5 separate regions of the Mus musculus genome follow, and regions 1, 2, 4 and 5 are each linked to region 3. A link is a contact called in public Hi-C, HiCAR-type, HiChIP or PLAC-seq and promoter capture Hi-C data. All regions are on one chromosome and are shown on one strand. Each heading gives the region's core, a stretch centred on a gene start, on an enhancer-like site or on the middle of the called end of the contact. The rest is flanking DNA. Distances are from core to core; before and after follow the strand shown.

Evidence for each region. Promoter capture Hi-C pulls out the DNA fragments that hold promoters and counts their contacts. A called contact is a pair of places that touch in the nucleus more often than the background predicts. HiCAR-type assays count read pairs that join an accessible place to other places. HiChIP or PLAC-seq counts read pairs in DNA pulled down with a chosen protein or histone mark.
Region 1: a Hi-C map of cortical neurons shows a contact between it and region 3. The contact joins the enhancer-like site here to the promoter of Ptprt in region 3. A contact is called at or near these places in 6 of 39 promoter capture datasets (the 3T3-L1 cell line, hippocampal neurons, liver and 2 more), 2 of 484 Hi-C or Micro-C datasets (cerebral cortex and cortical neurons) and 4 of 115 datasets of contacts at active chromatin or transcription factors (acute myeloid leukemia, embryonic forebrain, embryonic hindbrain and 1 more).
Region 2: a contact with region 3 is called in a HiCAR-type map of astrocytes, with 6 times the contacts expected there. The contact joins the enhancer-like site here to the promoter of Ptprt in region 3. A contact is called at or near these places in 8 of 39 promoter capture datasets (the 3T3-L1 cell line, the C10 cell line, frontonasal cranial neural crest and 3 more), 2 of 115 datasets of contacts at active chromatin or transcription factors (astrocytes and stem cell-derived neural progenitor cells) and 1 of 9 other capture datasets (embryonic stem cells).
Region 4: an H3K4me3 HiChIP or PLAC-seq map of forebrain shows a contact between it and region 3, with 42 times the contacts expected there. The contact joins the enhancer-like site here to the promoter of Ptprt in region 3. A contact is called at or near these places in 14 of 39 promoter capture datasets (the 3T3-L1 cell line, 3T3-L1-derived adipocytes, the C10 cell line and 10 more), 3 of 484 Hi-C or Micro-C datasets (the HPC-7 cell line, brain and embryonic fibroblasts), 4 of 115 datasets of contacts at active chromatin or transcription factors (embryonic forebrain, embryonic stem cells, forebrain and 1 more) and 1 of 9 other capture datasets (liver).
Region 5: a promoter capture Hi-C map of hippocampal neurons shows a contact between it and region 3, with 7 times the contacts expected there. The contact joins the enhancer-like site here to the promoter of Ptprt in region 3. A contact is called at or near these places in 6 of 39 promoter capture datasets (the C10 cell line, HPC-7-derived erythroid cells, hippocampal neurons and 2 more) and 3 of 115 datasets of contacts at active chromatin or transcription factors (embryonic forebrain, forebrain and stem cell-derived neural progenitor cells).

Annotation. Positions count from the first base shown.
Region 1 is chr2:161,569,296-161,572,905 of GRCm38.p6, forward strand. All of the region lies in intron 19 of Ptprt (protein tyrosine phosphatase, receptor type, T), which reads right to left. Among named protein-coding and RNA genes, the nearest start is that of Gm35374, 180 kb to the left of the region's middle. Within about 2 kb of position 1,281, at least 31 of the 459 cell types and tissues checked have an H3K27ac peak or open chromatin away from gene starts, as enhancers often do. A contact at or near this core is called in cortical neurons, where this site is marked.
Region 2 is chr2:161,052,401-161,056,284 of GRCm38.p6, forward strand. It overlaps Chd6 (chromodomain helicase DNA binding protein 6), which reads right to left. Exons shown (of 37, transcript NM_173368.3): 3 at 1-505. Among named protein-coding and RNA genes, the nearest start is that of Chd6, 55 kb to the right of the region's middle. Within about 2 kb of position 1,576, at least 24 of the 459 cell types and tissues checked have an H3K27ac peak or open chromatin away from gene starts, as enhancers often do. A contact at or near this core is called in astrocytes, where this site is marked.
Region 3 is chr2:162,659,803-162,663,452 of GRCm38.p6, forward strand. It overlaps Ptprt (protein tyrosine phosphatase, receptor type, T), which reads right to left and starts at 1,345. Exons shown (of 31, transcript NM_001291150.1): 1 at 998-1,345. The coding sequence starts at 1,097. It overlaps 9430021M05Rik (RIKEN cDNA 9430021M05 gene), which reads left to right and starts at 1,361. Exons shown (of 4, transcript NR_033569.1): 1 at 1,361-1,624; 2 at 1,919-1,994.
Region 4 is chr2:161,496,524-161,500,155 of GRCm38.p6, forward strand. No RefSeq gene overlaps it. Among named protein-coding and RNA genes, the nearest start is that of Gm35374, 110 kb to the left of the region's middle. Within about 2 kb of position 2,093, at least 19 of the 459 cell types and tissues checked have an H3K27ac peak or open chromatin away from gene starts, as enhancers often do. A contact at or near this core is called in brain, forebrain and second pharyngeal arch cranial neural crest, where this site is marked.
Region 5 is chr2:161,137,345-161,141,302 of GRCm38.p6, forward strand. No RefSeq gene overlaps it. Among named protein-coding and RNA genes, the nearest start is that of Chd6, 30 kb to the left of the region's middle. Within about 2 kb of position 1,822, at least 19 of the 459 cell types and tissues checked have an H3K27ac peak or open chromatin away from gene starts, as enhancers often do. A contact at or near this core is called in hippocampal neurons, where this site is marked.

The sequences.
Region 1 (3,610 bases), core at 31-2,530, 1.1 Mb before region 3:
AGAGCTGGGTGCAGCTTTCTGCAAAGGTTGGTCAGTCGAATGCATGCCTAAGTCTGCTTTTGCATTGGCAAAGGCCTTGGAGGAGACTAACATTTGAAAGAATCAAATATACTTGAAGGTTAATGGTAAAAAAAAAAAATGGGCAAGAAATTCACACATCAATTGTGAGGTTGAGCTGCTGAGGCTCGCTACTTTTGCTTTTGTTTGTTTGCATACTCATTTCAGATTCAACCAGCAAGCATCACAGGAACACTTTCTACTAGACACAGTGCTGGAAGCGCAAGTGAACCAGACAGACATGAGCCCTCCTTTGGAGCAGCTCACAGACACCTACAAACTGGGATGTGAACTTCCGAGGGAAGGTGTGGGGCTCTGGAGAGTACCCATGGGAACTGACTCAGCCATGAAGTCAGAAAGCTGTTCCCTGAGGTGGTGATGGTTTAGTTAACTTCCAGTTTTGGCCTTTTGACATTCCTGAATTCCCACTTTGAGCCTTTAGCAGTCTGCCTAACCTGACGTATAGCTCCTCTTCAGAAGCAGTAGGGACATTTGACTAGAAGACTTAGCACCTGGCCACTTTGCCTGTTCCCATGTAATAAAGTGTTTCTCTCTAATTCTTGGGCTTGGGCTTTGGCTTTACTTCCATTCACTGTCTGAGACAGCACTTATCTGATCTCTGCTTCTTTCCCCTACTCCCAGTTTGCTTTTCATGCTTCCTGTTTGTGTATGCATGTGTTTGTATGTGTGTACAAGTGTGTGGAGGCACATGCAGACATGCGTGAAAATGTGCATAGGCCAGAGGTTGATGTCAGAGGTTTTTATCAATCACTCTTCTCAGTGAACCTGGAGATGGCTCACTTGGTTGGCCCAGGAATCTCCATGGAACCGTCCATCTCTATTCCTCCGCTCCCGCCCCCGCCCCTGGTGCTGGGATTATTAGCAGTGTTGCCAAGCATGCATGGCCTTTTCTGTGAATGCTAGGGATTAACCTAAGGATCTCATGGCAAGCACTTAACCAGCGGAACCATCTCTCTAGCCTGCTTGGCTTTCTTTTCTTCAAAACATGAATCACCAGATGGCTTATTCATTTACACCCTTGTCTGTCTCCTCCCATCTTAGGGTTGTTCAACAGTACAGGGCAGGGCTCAACCTGACTTGCTCCAGGCTATGCTCTCAAGCACTGAAAAGTTTGTCCTGGCTGCCAACCCTGCTAAACCCCACTGAAAGCATGTGTGCCACGTGCCGGTCCTCATGCTGCATCTAAGCAAAACGACTTTCTCTGGACTCCAGAAACCCACAAAGTCCCCAGAGGGGAAAAATTCAAACCACGAGATTCCTCAGCCAAGGAGATAAAAGGAAATGTATTGCTCAAATGGGTCTCCTCTGGGGATTTGCCAAGAACGAGTGCAGAAAACTTCCTAACCTTAAAAGAACTTTCAGTTCATTTAAGTCCCACCTACACAGCACACAGAGCGACTGCAAACCAGCACTGGGCCTGCCTCCATCTGTCTGTGAACAATCGGAAGGAGGTTTGCATCCAAAACACATTTATCTCACTCTGCACTCCTCCGGCATCTGTTACTTACTGTGGACCCAGCTATGATATTTATTTCCAGGCTGGTAATTTATAACAGAATCAAGTGGCCAATACATTTTCCGGTATGCAAACAAACAAGCCAGTGGGCTGGTTTTAGACAGCAGCCAGCATAGCACAGCCTCCAGAGGCTCGGTCAGGGTTGGCCTCATCCAGCTCATTATCCAAAAAGAGTCATTTTAATAAATTGTCAAGATTCAATTGTGGAAAAGGGACTCTCGCTCAAATAGCCAGCTCTTGTCTTTGAGCTGGTGTGAAGATCAGGGTAAAGCAACGAAGACTAGATAGTTCATACCCTCCCGCCCCCCACCTCACCTCTGTTGGTTATCAGGCATCCCCAGGAGATCACAGGAATATAATTCTACTGGAATTTCAGGTAGGCTCACAGTTAATGAGATTTTCCTTTTCCTGCCCCATATTGGTAACATCATAAGAGGGCACTTGAGTTCTATACCTTTTTGTCCCCACACTTCCCTTGTTCTACTTTCCATCCTCTGCTCTGTGCCACAGGAGGTAACCATGTTGGAGATTGTTTCCAATGCTATGAACTAATCTGGCCCCAATATCAGGAATAAATGTTTCCAAATGCTGAAGGTCCTTGTCTCCAGTTGGCTTTTGATAAACCAATAAAGAACCAATAGTTAATGGCTGGGCCAATGGACTGAGGTGGGACCTTTTGAGGGCTAGGAGCTGGGAGAAAGGAAGGAGAGAATCACCATGACTCAGGTTGGGATTGGAGGGGGAGAAGAATGGGACATAAAATCTGCAGGAGAGAAAGCCAATCAATAATGTAAGAATTCGAGTAAGTAATTGAGCCTGGGGTAGCAGATGAAGGTTTAAGTGGGCCCAGCCTTTAAGCTAGTCATGACATATCATCAATTAACTGGCATGTGTGTGTGTGTGTGTGTGTGTGTGTGTGTGTGTGTGTGTGTGTCTTTCATTTGCAAATCCAGATAGCTCCTGGGCAGGTGTACACATGTAACCTGCTGGGAGCCAAAGCAGTTTAGTCAAATGACCATATTAATTGCAATGTAGGTTCCCATATCTTCTGGGTTCTATAGGGTATTTTCTAACCAAGAGAGTAAGCAAAAGCTTAGAGGCCAGTTGGAGGCTGGGGCATACACCCTTTTGGTTTCTTCTTTGCCATGTCGGCAAGGGTTGATTTCTCCTTGGCAAGAACAAGACAGCCTGATCCTTACAGTATCCTTACAGATCTATCCCATTTATAGCCACTCTCTTATCTAGCTACAGAACTCCTGAGATCTCTGCCATCTCTAGCCTCAAGATGCCCCACACAGTCCAGCTGGTTAATCTGCTTTGGTACTATTCTGGCTCTTAGTAAATGTTCCCTGATTGATACATGTGAGCCAGCTTATTTTCTCTTGGAAACCTGGTAAAGTACTTTATAGTAGTTACCACATACTTGCAGGCTGGCATTTTTTTTATTGCATCATGCAGCTATCAGAGTGAATAAATACTTTACTCATAGTCACAAAGTTAGTCATCAGAAAGGCCTGTATTCAACAGGCTCAACAAGGATGGGATTCATGACTATAGTCTCATTAGTCCTTGATGCTAACCACTGAGACATAGCTCAGGGCCTGACACTGCCTATTAGGACAGCATGTGGTAGAGACATTTGGCCAGTCTGTACAGTCTATTTCTTATAAAGAGAGGGAGGGGGCTGTGCTGTGTTCTTGCTGTGCAGAGAATTAAAGTCTAGCTGTGTGACCTAGGGCAGGGCTCTTAACTTCAATTCCTGGTTTCCTGTCTTTAAAGGCTGGCAAAAATACTTCATAATGATATAACAGGACAGAAATTGCAGACCTGATTAAGACTGGTATTGTAGAATTACTTGCATTTAAAGCAATTTCATTTGTTGCCTATATGACATGAAAATTTCTCTGTTCTACATGTGGTCAGCAATTCACTGTACCGTAGATGAGAAAGTATCTAGAAAAAGTAGGTTTATGGAGTTTCCATTTAGATATTAAATGCTAGATAGATATGGCAACT
Region 2 (3,884 bases), core at 326-2,825, 1.6 Mb before region 3:
ACTTTGTCCTGGATCCATAATCAGTGCAGCTTCTCTTCTCTTTACCTTCCTTGGTACCGGAGGCCTCCCGGTGCTTCCGGGGCTTCTTGACACCGTCTTTCTGCTTTGTCTCCTTGGGCTCCTTGGCTCTCTTCGGCTCCTTGGCCCTTCTGGGTTCTTTTGGCTCTTTAGGTTCTCGCTTCCTCTTTGGCTTAGGCTCTCTGTCCTTGCTTCCCTTTGTCCCCTCTTGCTCCCCTGGCTCCTTTTTCTTCCGTTTCTTCTTTACTCCAGTACCTCTGCCTCCACTATCCTCCATCCCATTATGGGATGTCAATTTCCTAGAAAAAAGGGTGTCAGCTTCCTCTTCAGTAGTATAGAGGTTCTTATGGGGCAGACAATGATTGGCAGCTTCTTCAATGTTCTCTCCCTGATCAGGACTGCAATCGAATGGTGACGGAGATTTGTAGTCAAAGTTAACAGAGGCATCCGACATTGGGGAGTGATTCAAAGCTCTTAACTTGGACAACTGTGAAAGAGAAAGCAAGCACATTACTCTCTCACTGCTCCACACAAAGTGTGCGATTAGGTTTGAAGACATAGATTTAGTCAGTAAGAAGTGAGTATCTGAGTTGCTACTAAGTGTTAGTTCCAGTACACTAGGCCTTGGGATACAGTAGCAAGCAGGACACAGCCATCTGTGGCCTTATGCCGCAGGATCATGGTGCTGATAATATGTCACAAGTTAGCCCATGAGCCGGTAAGATGGCTTATTACAGGCAAAGATGTTCCTGTTCAATTTAGGATCCATGTTCAATCCCCAGAATACTTGTAAAGGTGAAAAGACTTTATAAAAGGTGAAAACCAATTGCCCTGCAACCTCTGCACACTCACCATGGCATGCACACCTACACAAACAGATCACACACACAAATTCTTATTTTAATACATAATTAGTATATAAAAATCAGGTCAGAGCACAACTTGTGGGAGTACGGATCCTGGGCACTGACTTGTCAGTGTTGGTAGTTTGCTTTTGACAATAAGTAAAACTAGGCCTGTTCAGCATGCTATTGAATGCTACTTGACTCAGTCCCAAATACCTCTGGCCACTTGCAAAAATCAAACTACCCAAATAGAAGGAAACTTTCCTGTGACAGATGCCAGAAGCGTGTCACAGGAGCTGAGGTAGCACCAGAAAGGGAACTTCAAAGCCATTTCTGAGTACAATCAAATATAAGCAGTCTCTCAGTGAACAATTCTAAGGAAACAATTCTTTAGAGGTAGACGTTTCATCTCATACTTTCAGTCTGGTAAGCCAAAAAGTACCTGCCATTTCATAAGCAAGATAAGTTGGCAATGGTTGGATAATAATGTGGGTGCTAGCTCCAGGGACACATTCATTCCTTAATCTAGAACAGAGAATGGCCCAGGGGAGCCCAGGAGAGCCAGCTTTCCAGGAAGATGGTAAAACTGCATTCTGGTCATAGTTTAGAAACAGCACCATTTGTGAGTGCTTGCTCTCCTATTAAAAGGCCTGGCAAGTTATAAACCACAAATACTTGCCCAGGTGGTGTGGCTTCCCTCCAGTGTGCTGGTTCCCCAAGCTGTACCCACACTTCCTGGCCCACGCTGGGAAAAAAACATTGTAAATTCGGCCTCATGTCACCCTGTCTGCTTTTTCTGGTGCCCTTTCTCAGTCTGAGGCTCACAGCATAGCACTTGAGATTACTGGGGGAAAACACCAAAGAAAGGAAAGGTTTTTCTTTTGGATCTTTACAGTAAGTGAAGTTCTGCTAATAAACTAACCTAAATCCTGTGGGCAACAGCTGCTCTTACAACACTCAGTGCTTTCAGAAAGGAAGGAATTATGCCATGTGCTTGTCCTGGGAGTATTAATGAAGTCCATGCCCTAGACACCTGGACCTTAGAGATCAAGTTTTCTTAGTGTGCAACAATGGGTAAACTAGGATTGTTAAGTATTCAACCCTAACAGAACATCTATATCACCTCCTGTGGGGCTTGGGAAAGAGCTCAGAAAAGGGAGTAGGAACAATTTAAGAGTTGAAGGATGGAGAAGAATAACACAAAACAACAATCTTCTGGACATGACACAGTTGCTGCACCCATGAATTCACAGCAGTGTTAGCTACCTGCCTGAATAAGCCCTACCCCTACCCCAGGAGCTGTAGGAAAACAGTTACTGATTGCTGGAGGGAAGGGGAGTCTTAAGTGGTACAGTCACTAGTGCGTTGCCTTTGTTCAAGTAAATAAATTCCTGTCTGTACTCATTCGGGCAATCCTAACCTAAAAGAAGAAAATAAAAACATAGTGAACATAGGAGGAGGACTTTAGAAGAAAATTTGATGGGATGGGGAAGGGATAAGAGAATAATGGAGAAGACTTTGATCAAAAATCATTATGTGTGAAAATAAAAAATATTTTTTAAGTGGAAGAAATTGAGAAGTAATTTGCTTATTAAAGAGGCTTTCAAGGCCTAAAAGACTAAATCCCACCAAGATAGCTTGTTCTAGGTCAGAGTGAGGCTGCCATGACGGGGTCTCTTTACTCACGCAGAAAACTTTTCAAAGATGGAGGTAGGCAGTAGCAGAGAGAATCAAATCCAGAGAAAATATCTACAGCAGCTGCTAATGTCCAGGGCACAAGGTCTTAACAGAAATACTAGGATGACATAAGGCACAGGGCCTGACCTCTAACCTCTACAACCATCTAACAAGGTCAGTGTGAAGGTGCCCAGTCTATAGAGGGAGAAGTGGAAGTGGAGATTGTAAGGAATGTGCCCTGACCATACAGCTAGTAAGTGGAGGACTGTGGATGTGAAATCTGACAAACACTGATGTGTATTTTCATGACTTCCCAGGGAGCCATAAGAGGTTATTAGGTCACCAGCCCAGCCAGGTGAGACTTGATTAAACATATTAAATATGAGTATATACACTGCTTTATTAAATATGAGTATATACACTGCTTTATTAAATATGAGTATATACACTGCTTTGGGAAAGGTCAGGTCGTCTTTACTAAGCTAAATATACACCTACCTGCAAAGTTTCACTACCAGGAATCATAGATAATTATTCAGGAACAACCCCCCCCCCCAACCCACCCCTACACACCCTAATTTTACAGATGAGAGATAAAACAACTTGCCAAGGCTAAGCTCCTCAAGCGACAGGGCTGGTGCTTTCCAAAGGGGGAAGAGCACAATTATTTGATGTTGAAAGGGGAAGTGGCAAGTATTAGTAAAATAATTTTTAATTTAAATGTTGGGGTTGTTAAGACAAGGAAGCATTTTTTGTTTTTGTTTTTTGAGACAGGGTTTCTCTGTGTAGCCCTGGCTGTCCTGGAACTCACTTTGTAGACCAGGCTGGCCTCCAACTCAGAAATCTGCCTGCCTCTGCCTCCCAGTGTTGGGATTAAAGGTGTGCGCCACCACGCCCGGTTTATGGAAGTATTTTTTATGTTAGGAACTTGGAAAAGATTCCTGAGCAGGAAAAAAAATTGACACAAAAACATTTCTTTTATGTACTTCTGAGACAGGAGAGACAAAAAGTCTGAGAACAAACTCCTATGTCAGTGTCTCCACTCTGAAATGGCTCTAACAGGAACAACTCTAGAGATGGTAGACCACAAGGGACCAACAATAATTTGCTTCATATTACCAACTTAAATAGGGGCAAAAGCCTAGGAACAAGGTACAAACAGAAACAGAAAGGGGCTGTTAAAAGAACATAAACCAAGTGGTGTTCCTTTGATTTAAGCTCATTAACCCATAATACTCCTCAAAAACAGTTAAATGAACTACATTCATCTTAATTAAAAAGGTTTAAAAACAAATGAAAAGATTACAGTCCAAGGCAATGGTTCTCAAATTAAGAAAAGTTCAT
Region 3 (3,650 bases), core at 95-2,594:
GTTGCTTAGCAATCCAAAAAGAACCCTTTCCTAAGTTCCGCTGACATGCCTCAACGTGCCCCCCGCCCCCGACCCCGACCAGCGACAGCAGCTCAGTGTGGTCACTCCTAAACCAAAGGTGCTAAGAAACTTCGAGGTGATTTTGAACTTGGAGGTATCCCTCCCCACCTCTCCTTCCCTCTTTAAGGGACTCACGGAAGGAAGCCCTACCAGTGGGGTTTTAGTGATGAGAGAGACCCTCGGTAGTGGTCTCTTCAGCTCAGTCGCCACTAAGAAGACACTAGACACACTCTGGGGAACTAGCTACCTGCCCATGGGCAAGCCGAAAGACGAGTGTCCCGAAGTTTTCAGAAGCCCACTAGCTCACTGATCAAAGCCACTGCACTTAAAGGGCCTTAGCAGGGTACCCATTACTCTGGACAGAGCCACGAGGTGAGGTGAGGGTTTAGCCGAGTGGGTCATTCACAAGAACACTCCCATGGGAAGTCCCAGCTGCTAAGGGCTCGCTAAGGGGAGCGGCGTGTTTAGAACAACACTGGATGATCTTCAGTGTCTCCCAGGAGAAAGGAAAAGCCACCGCCCTGGCAGCCTGGGCCTGCTAGGGACCTGTGCTCCCCACTCCAAGAGCGCGCAGCCCAGGAAGCTGCCCGGGTGACAGTGCTCCGCGCCGGGCGAGAAGCGGCGCCTCCTCCCTCCACCCCGAAACACTCGAGTGACAGGTTCCGACAAGTGGGAGGCAGCAAGTGGAAATATTCGCAACAGCCGCGCAAAGTTACTCCCGCCCGGGGGTGGGGGGGAAGCGGCAGGAAAGTAAGGCGACGAGGGGCCAGGGGGGGACCTGGAGCGGGACTGGGCACGCCTGGACACAGCAGCTGCGTCCGGAGGTTGGGACGGGACTCCCACCGGGCCCCGGCATCCCCTGGCCACGGGACCCAACTTTCTCCTCCCAGGGCTGGGGAGAGCGAAGGGGCCCGGGGAGCCCGGCGGGCGCACTCACCTGCGGCGCTCTGCGCTCCGGCGCCGGGCAACGGCGGCCGCTGCAGCCCCAGGAGCAGGAGCCGGAGCAGGCAGAGGGCGAGCCCGCCAAGGCTCCCCATCCGGGCGGCAAGCGGCTCAGCCCCTTCCCGAGGGCGCCGGGGCCGGGACTCGGGCGGGCGCGGGGCGGCCCCGCATCGCCAGCGCGGCTGCAGGCAGTGCGCGCCGCTGGGCTCCCGGGGCTGGCTCCTCTCCGGCTGCGGGAGCCGGCGCCGCTGCGCTCCGAGCCCAGGCGCGGCGCGAACTGAGGCGCGAGGCTGGGCGGGGGCGGGACGCGGGGGCCGGGGGGCGGTGTCCCCAGAGTCCTAACGCCGCCGCCGTCGCCGCCGCCCGCCCGGGCGCTCCGCCTCGGCCACGCACACACACCCTCGCGCGCACGCCCGCCCGCGCCTGGCACACGCCCGCGGCTGCCACTCGCGGGCTCCCCCACGCACCCTCTCCCGGGCTGGCCGGCTCGGGGCCGCTCGCGCACTCAAGCGCGTACACACATCGCTCTTGCACACACAGGATCTGCGGGGTATTCGCCTCTTCGCCCCGCGCCACACCACCCAGCTGAGCATCGCTTTCAGGCTACCCTGCGGGGGCGCAGGTACGAGGCGATGGGGGGAGGAGAGAAACCTGGAACAGCCTTTGAAGTAAGGGTGGGAGAACAGGTGACTGGGGGGGGGGGGGGCAGTGCGAGCAGGCAGGGGGAGGGAGAGGCCCGATCAACTCCGGACGCTACAGGGCTGTGAATTGCGGGAGGGGGATGCTTCGCAAAGCTGGGGACAGCTGTTGAAGGGTCTCCTGCACACCCTAAAATTCTCTCGTATATTCATATTCTCCCTTTCTCTTTCTTTCTCTCTCCCTTTCCCTCCCTCTTTCCTCATCCCCTATCATCTAGTCAGCAGTCCAGCACAGCCGACCTTAATCACAACACATCTCTTTCTCTTGTCCCTAACCCCGCCCTACACACACAGGTGTGGGAATCTCTCCCCCTTCTCTAGCTGCCTCCCCTGTTCTCCCTTTCAGAGAGAAATGGAGCTTTCCCCCTTTTGCTTCCTGGTCTGAACAAAGACCTGGCTGGGGCTGAAGGCCTAAAGACATAGATCACTGGGCAGTGCCTGCCACAGCCCACAGGCCTGCCACCAGGGGAGGGATGTGAGCCTTGTATATAAAGGCCTTCGATAAGGACACCCAAAGATGCTGAAGGGATTCCTACTTTGTAAACACTTTACTGCCTGCCCAAAGCCCTCCTTCGGTTTAACAAAGTGTTTCCCCCTCCCCATTCCACTCCCTTGTTGGAGTCCCAAAGGACTGAACCGGACAGACAGACCATTAGGAGTCATATGGAAGTCAAACACAGCCAGCATCTCCAAAAGTGGGGCACCAGGGGCTCTGGGTTGGAGTTGCTTTGGCAGAGCCTCACTGGTACCCCAGCTCTGCCGAGGTGGACGTTTTTTATTGAACACCAGCCCATTTATTTCTCTCAGCCCACACTTGTAATTCCAGGCAAATGCTTCCACCTGGCTCTGAACGACCTCCCTCCACCTCCACAGCCTCCACTTTTCTCAAGATAAACACAGGGGCCAGCCCATTGCATGGCCAAGCACCTCCCACACTTCCCTGGTCAAAGCACTCTCCCAGGGGAGAGGACCCCTCCCCCCCCCAAAAAAAAGAAAACCCTGCTGCTTAGCCCTCACTCCAGGGAATAGGGTTTGTGCTCTGGGGGGTTTTGGGGGGGGGGGGAGTGGCGGGAGCCTGGGAGTTAGACCTCTTGCAAGCTACCTTGCAGGTCCTTAAATTTTTTACTAATATTGACAGTGCACTTGACTGGGCAGTCATAGCCTTGGCTGTTCTCTGGTGACACAGGATGATTGCCCCCCTGGGAACAATAGGAATAGAAGATCCCTTCAGCTCAGAGCTAAACTGCCCAACTGTTTGATCCAGCCCATGTCTATCCAGGCCTAGCCTTAAGTTAATGAGTTAGAGTGCAGCCTCTAAGAAGAAACATGACTCCAGCCCACAGCTGTGATTGTCCTGGCTGATGGGAGACTGGGGGGGGGGGGGGGGGGGGCTCTGACCCAGGAGAGGAATAGGAGGTCTCTAAGCCACTAAGTAGTTTGGTGTAACTTGTCAGGGTTCCCCTGAGTGCCTGCCAATCCGTCCCCTCTCTCAGGCATTCTAAGGATAAAATAGCGGTTCTCGGGACATCTTCTGGGCTCTCACCATCCCTCAGCTCCTGAGCCCATGCTACAGGATGTTATTTATCACTGTAGCCAAAACTCCAAAATCCGAATGGGGATCGCATGGCCCCAAGGAAAGTCATCTTGTTTCTTGGTGAGCGACTAGCAGAATGTGACCTGATCACAGCAGCAGGTCTTGCTTGCCCAGCTGCAGGGTCTCAAACCAGCACCCTCTTGGGTTTGGTCTGGAGCTGTAGTTCCCAGGCCCTGTGCTCCACCTACTGACTGGTAAGCTTTGGCATCTGGCCTCACTGTCACACTGCACCAGACCAGCTCCCTCTGCCTGGAAGGGCCATCTCACATCCCTTCCCGGGTAAACTCACTTAAGTTTCTCTTTGAGGCATTTGGTCAGCAAACCTGTTGTCCTGGTCCCCTAGGTGCATCACCTAG
Region 4 (3,632 bases), core at 843-3,342, 1.2 Mb before region 3:
AAGTTCCATAAACAGACTTCAGAAAGGAAATAAGAACCTTCTTTTGTAAAACACAACCTCTAAAAAAGTCTACCCCCAGGGCCTACTTGCTACTCCCCAACCCAAAATAATGATGCTTCCCTTTCCTCAGGATATTCCTCAGAGTAAGCTCTTGGGGACTTTGCTGAAACTACAGAAGACTGGTCGCAAGATAAACATTTTAGGAGACAACATACTTTTCACAAGTCCCACCACTATCCCACTGGGGTTTTGAGACTCTCCATTTGGGATTTCCGAGCTGAGGAGAAACCCAGAAGGAACCAGGATAATCTCATCCTAAAGAAAAGGAAGGGAAGGAAGGCTCACTCTCAGAGAACAGTCAGAATCCATGTGCAAGTTGACAAGGGCATAGCAGAAGACAGGTTGGTGCTCCCTGTGTGGTGCTCCTTCTAGGTCCTCATTACAACTCCGACTCCTCAATGTCCTCCACCAGCCTGCACTCAGGCAGACTCACGTTGTAGGTCCACCTGGAATGGATGGCTTGCCATTTGCAGGCCCTCTGTGTATTATGTTTCCTGTACCCGCTCACTAACCGCTCTGAGAACTCCAAGGGTGTTTAATGAACACCCTGAATAACCTTTTCTCACTGCCACTGTGTGGGTCTCAGCCATGTCCCTTTGCCACTTCTGCATCTCAGCAGCTGTCCTATGAGCAGGAGAGAAATCTCCCCTCTCATTGACCTGTGGAAGATGCAGCTTCTGTTTCCTGGGACACCTGATCTCCTTCAGAGGACTGGTATCATTTACAAACACCCACTGTCATCCAAGTGGGAGCTTTCAGTTCTATGGAGATGTAACAGGCACTCTCCTTTACCAGCCTGACCAGATTTAGAAGAGACTGAGGTACGACTTCTGTGTGTGTCTGTGGGAGTGTTTCTGGATGTCTAAGGGAGAAAGACTGTCCTGAGTGTGGGTGGCTCTTTCCCTGGGACAGGGTCCTGCATGGAATTAAAGGTCAAAGTTAGAGATCCCCCTTTCTCCTTCCCTGTCCTGATATGAAATTGCTGCTCCATCTGCCTTTCCATAGTAGACCACACCTTCTGAAATGTGAGCTAAAGCATTCCTCTTTAGTTGTTTGTCTGACAGTTTGTGATAAAAAGGAACTCATATGCCATATTTTCTGATTCGAATACTGACTGTCTGATTGCCTTAGGTCACAAATCTGGGGAGGGGAGGGCTCAGCTTTGATCTAAAGAAGCCTTTCTGTGATCTGTACTTTCAATGGCTCTGAGCTCTGTACACTGTTGAACAGTCTCCCTTATTAAACATGGAGTCTTGGTGGTGTACATCTCATCTAAATTTTGTGTAAGGATGCTCTCGTGTGTGTGTGTGTGTGTGTGTGTGTGTGTGTGTGTGTACGTGTGTCACATGTTCCTGTGTGAGCAAGCTTGGGGGTCATTCCTTAGCTGCTTTTTACTGTTTTGTTTTTGAGACAGGGTCTTTCATACTCCCCCCTCCGCCCCAGGTCTTCCAATTCAGCTTAAACAACTGAGCCCCATGGACCAGTCTGTCTGTCTGTCTCTCCAGTGTTGGGGTAACTGGCACACACCATCATTCCTGGCTTTTGTTTTATTTATTTATTTATTTATTTAGCTAGTTAGTTAGTTAGTTTTTTTTCAAGACAGGGTTTCTCTGTGTAGCCCTGGCTGTCCTGGACCTCGGCTTCGAACTCAGAAATCTGCCTCTGCCTCCCAAGCGCTGGGATTAAAGGCGTGTGCCACCACTGTCCAGCTCATTCCTGGCTTTTTTTTTTTTTTTTTTTTTTTTGGCGTAGGTATTAGGCATCAAGCTCTAGCCCTTACACTTACAGGCAAGCCCGCTACCAACTAGATATTTTCTTAGTTGACTTTTTTCATCTTCAACACAATGTGCTCTCTGGCTCACAGCATCTCTGTGAATATCTTTTTTTTTTTTTTTTTGAAGGAATATGTCTATTTCTAGTTGTAAGTTGAAGTTAGTTGTCTAGTTAATCACACAGAGAGACATTTAGGGGGCAGAGACTGGAGCCCCAGGTGGAGCAGATGATGTTCACAGTCCTGAATCACAGAGGAGAGTGTGTGGGCTGAGCGGTGATGCTGTGCTTAGAGCAAGACCTACTGTGTCCGTGATTGAGTCACTGTGCCCCTGAGAGAGACCTGCCAGTTATTACTGACACACCAAAAGCAGGGCTTTGAGCTGTGGGTGATCCAAAAACACAAATTTATGAAGATAGCCCTCCCTATTGAGAAGCGCCAGCTCAACTAGGCGGAGAAAAGCCCTCATCAATGCCACCTGGCGAGGAGTAAATGGAGAACGATAGCTCGCCTGGCTGCTGCAAATGCACCGCACAGGAGAGGCTCTGAAATTATTTACAAGAAGCTGAGAAATGCGCTGATCCTATCTCTGCGTGGACAGAGACTGGGCACAACCAGCCCTGCTTGTCACTTGTGGATCTTAAGTGGGCGGGGTCTGAGCGCCGGAGAGATGGAGTGGGAGGGGGATTGATTCAGGTTCCTGCAAGCAGAGATGCCTAGATGCAAAACTGGAAGTAGAAATCTGTTGGGATGGTAACCTCAGTAGCACCTTAGGGAAATGGTAAATGAAAATAGGGAGGAAAACGATTGCGAGAATTCACCCCTGCCTTGCTCTGAAGGGTCTGACTCTCAGTGTGTCGCCGTCCCACACTTCTTCAGTGGATTTTTGTGGTCCTCAGCCTTCTAAACCTAGCCACGCCCCCCTGGGCGGGTAGATTGTGAGGGCAGAGGCTCGCAGCAGTCAAGGTCGCTGTCCGACCCTTTGAGGACTGGTTCTAAATGTACTATTGAATTTAGGGGACAGAGGAGAAGGAAGCAGGAGATGAAGTGCCCCTTGATTCCTGAGGGTTTCCATGCAGGCCTGTGACCGACTGGTTCATGTGTATAAACTAAACTAAAGTATGTTTTTATCAGAATGAAGAGTCAGAGTTTTTCTCACGTAGAGAGTTGCTTTCCTCTCCAGTGACCTAGCGCAGGACGTTTCTGGGAGGTCACATGACCTCTGGCACCAACAGCTCTTTCAGACAAAGCCCCCAGATTGTTTGGCTCCTGGTGGATATGTTTGATCTGGGATTTCCCTGAGGCCTGGTTTCATTTGCCAGCTGGACAGATTACATTGATTGACATGTGTGTGTGTGTTTCAAGTCTTTTTTTAAGTAATGCAAATCTGCCTGGACTCCTGATGTTGTCTGTGGTTTGCCCCTGAACATCTGGGATAATGCACCCTGGTGGACATGGGAGGGTGGGCAGATACCAGACCTGGCACAGATGGTCTCCTAAGGGGCTCTGAGCATGGCAGGCTAAAGCTTGTGGATGCATAGCTAGCCACTCTGGATCCACCAGGCTGGGACCCTTGTCTTCTGCGTGAACACTTACACTGCCAGCTCTGTCCTCTTCTAAGCAGAGGACAGATGGTGTCCTTCCATGAGAAGAAGAGGTCTCAGGACCACAGAGTGGTTGACAAGGCAGATGATCTTGGGTGATCTGTGACCCTTGCGCACCCTGGCTGTAGCCCAGAATTAGTGACTCTCTTTTCTTAAGTTTGAAGTTTGAAGCCTCTGGAGTTCTGAATGGCTTGTTC
Region 5 (3,958 bases), core at 572-3,071, 1.5 Mb before region 3:
GGACGGGGTGGTTGAGCTACTAGTCCATTGAGAGAGGCCAAAGGTGGGTGGTAAAGTCAAAATCCAGAAGGGAGCTTAGAATCTCCCTTCTGCTCTGTACAGTGTCTCTTGCTTTTGCCCCTTTGCACTATAGGAGGGGGTTGTGGGAATGGGTTTCCTGGCAAGGGCTAGGAAGCAGAAGGGATGTTGTATATATGTGTAAAAAAATAAAATAAAATAAATAGAACTATGTGAAATGGTGCACATGTGTGGCATTGAAAGGGTAGAAGCAAGGACATAAGACATTTAAGACCAGCCCTAGGTACATAGCAAGTTCAAGGCCAACCTGTGCTATAGTAGACATGCCTCCAAATAATGAAATAATAAAATAAAAGTAAGACAAAAATGTCTCTTCCATAACCCTTTCCATTAACCTTGCATATACCAGGCAGAGTCCTACCAGGAAAACAGCTCCTCTTGAATCATTTAAGACAGAGGGATTTATTGAAGACCATATACAGATGATAATAAGACTGGTTAGCCAAATGGGAGAGTGAAACAACATCCAGAAGCTACTGCTGTCATCTCAACGCTGGAGAGACAGGAGGTTGTCTTACTAAAACTCAGGGTTCGGGGTCACTATGGGAAGCTAGGACCATGGCAATCAGGTTTAATGGGAGCTGGAGTCTGGAGCTGCTACTGAAGATATGTGTGTATATATACATATATGTGTGTGTGTGTGTGTGTGTGTGTATGTAATATGCATTACATAGATACATATACACATATACATATAATATGCTTTTATGTGTATAACATATATAATATATTTATATGTAAGCACATAGCATATATTATATAATTTATGAATTATGTAATATATACTACATACCATATAATATGTATGATACACACACACACACACACACACACACACACACACACATATATATATATATATATATATATATATATATATATATATTTATTCTATTAACCAGAAGGACAATTGTCTAACATACAACAAGCACTGGGCTCAATCCCTTGTGCCGCATATACTAGGTATATTAGCATGCTCCTGTAGAAGCAATACGTTTTAGATAATCTTCAGCTACAAAGTAAGATTGAGGCTAGCCTCGGATGAATGAGACCCAGCAGGGGGAGGGGGAAAGAACCACTCTGGTGGATCCCCCATCTCCTTCCAGCCTTACCAGGCTCCACCTCCCCACAGTCTAGCTGACAGAAGAGCCTGAGAGGAGCCTGCAGAGTCAGCCTGATGGTCTTGCAGAGTCTCAGAGAAGGGGAAGGAAGGAGCATGGTCATGCAGACTCTGAAGAGTGCGTGTTCCATCTCTTAGATTCCATTTCCTCAAGCATTAGTGTTTAGAATGAAATGAAATGAATATTCCAATAACTAGTGCCACACAGGCATAAAGGGCCAAATATAGGCAGTCTTTCAGTTATTTATTTCAGTTATTTATTAAACACAGATACTATCATACAAGGAAGTAGACTCGGACAGAAAAGAATTCTAATTATTAACCATGCTCTGCACAAAAGCAACAAACCGTTTATTTGCTCTGTATGTTTGTACCTCTCTCTTAGAATCAAATTTGTAGGGAAAAGGGACGCAGTGTGAGCACCCTCCCCCAACAGCAAGGACAATAACAAAAGAAATGTCCAATATCCCCACATATCCAGGGCTGAGAGAAAAGAAAAATCTGAGAAGGTACGATGTGTCAAGTCAGGAACACAAATTACTGAGTTCCTGCTGAGGCTCCTGCCTTCTCGGCATTATGTCTCCAGTGTTGCTGACTGTAAGACAGCCTGGCCTCACATCAGAGTACCATGAAGTGGGAGTGTCGTGAGACACAGTGACAGCAACTCCGTGATAAGCCAGGCTTCTTTTTCTTCTATGTTGTGTCTAGATAGAGTTTGCTACACAGTTCACTTTGATTTACATTTGCTGTTTCTACTGTAGATGTGATGCAAAGATCACAGGAGCACCCCTTTGCATCAGCCTGCGCTGTCTTAAACCTGCATTCCAGACTTCTGCTCTGGCTTACATAACTCCGAGGAGGCGGTTCTGGTGCGGCAGCCAGCCTCAGTCCCCAGCTGTGCTGGCTAGCCTTTCTTAGGCATGAATAAGTGGGGACCCTAGAAAGAGAAGGACAGGACCTTAGGATAGGGAACAGAGTATGTCCTTGATAGAGGCTATTGCATAAATATCTAAAGGCAAAGACACTGCAGGTAGTGTCTGGATTCACAGTCAAGGACACTGTTGGCAGCCAGCATACTGGCGTCAAGTCTCCCTCTCCAATGGCACAGACCCTGGCTTTCCTCTCAGAAGGTAGGTCAAATCTCTACCTGTTAGCCATCTGAGTGTAAGTCAGCTCCCTGGTTCTAGGGACGAGGCAATAAACAAAGCAATAAACCTGGTCCACCTCTTTCCCAAAGCACAGATACTGTCATGCCTGTTCCCCATTTAAGATACGTCAATGGTATTCCATTGGCCCAGAATGAAATCCCCAACTCCCTAGCATGCTAATTCCACTCCACTCTGCCTTTTGCCTATCTCCATGGCCACAGAGAATTAATTTCAGTGATCCAAGCGGGATGAGCATACGTCCCATAAATCAGAACTTGCTAACCCTTCTCCTGTTTTGACTAATAGTTACTTACCCATCAGGTGTTGCCTGGTGCTTATCTAACACAGTTGCCAACTAAGATGAGTCAAGACCTGACAGAAAGTTGGAAGGTACCCAGGATTCCCCAGACCTGAAACCTGCCTGTCACCATCATCTCGACTGCTCTCTTCTGCCCAAGACTTGGATGGGGATATGTCGAGAGGGGAATGGATACTCTTGCTTTCTCTGCCCTTCTGGCCCTTGGTTGTACAAGATGGAGCAACGTGGGGAGATTTCTTTGGCCTGGGCTAAAGGGAGACATAGCTTATCTCAGAAAAGGATATTTGTCATTTAGGAGTCCTACACATTTGAGCACCAATTCCATTTGCAGGGAAAGGGTACCAAACATGAAGAGGGACTGCATCCAGCATCATGGTGTTGATAGAGATGACCTGCCTATGCTAAGATCTTGCCTGGCCTCTCTGAGGTCAGTTTATCTTCTAATCACTTCTTTGAGCTATGTAATGGTCTTTCAACAAATCCCTTTCACTTTAGAATCACTGTTGGAAGCTGGAAGCCTGGATAGTAGTACAATATCCTTTCTTCCCCAACCTCTGCCATGAGACCCATTCCCACACTTTAGTGGCTCCAAGAGCAGAAGGGAGATTCTAAGTTCCCTTCTGGATTTTGACTTTATCATCCATCTTTGGCCTCTTTCAGTGGATAGGTAGCTCAACCACTTAGCCTATTTCCCTTCTCAGTCACGTGGGAAAGTGAGAGTTTCAAAATTAATATAATCAAAGAAAGAGATTCTCCCATCACTCTGGATAGCATCCTGGCCCTCTGCCCATCCACATCGGCATGTCAACTGCTTGGAGGTAGAGCCAGAGAGACAGAAGCTGGGCCTCTTCCTGGCCCAGCTCCTGTGAGCGAACAGGAAGTGTTGTGTTCCCAGGGCACTGTGTGTGTAGCCTCCTGCTAAATGGACATTGTTTGTAACCCCACCTTGCTCATGAGTTAGGTCTTCTCTGCCTGCACTTTTCTGTCTTTTGGCCTCTCTCTCTGGTCATCCTGTTATCTTCTCTCACCCTAAACTTCAGCTCTCAGCAAGTCTTAGCTTTTTGCCAGGCTCCTTCTGATGGGATGACTCTACTACCTTGTGGGCTTCTGCTTGCTACATTTCTCTGTGCTTCTCTCTATACTCAAGCCATTCTCCCGTCTTTCTGATTCAATCTCTCAAACGTCTCAAAGGATGATGGATGCTCACTTGATGAATGAAGACAACAAGGGGTCAGAAGCCGAGGTTTGTCTGGAATTGATGTGTTGGAAAACCCTGTAATTTAGGTAGTAGTC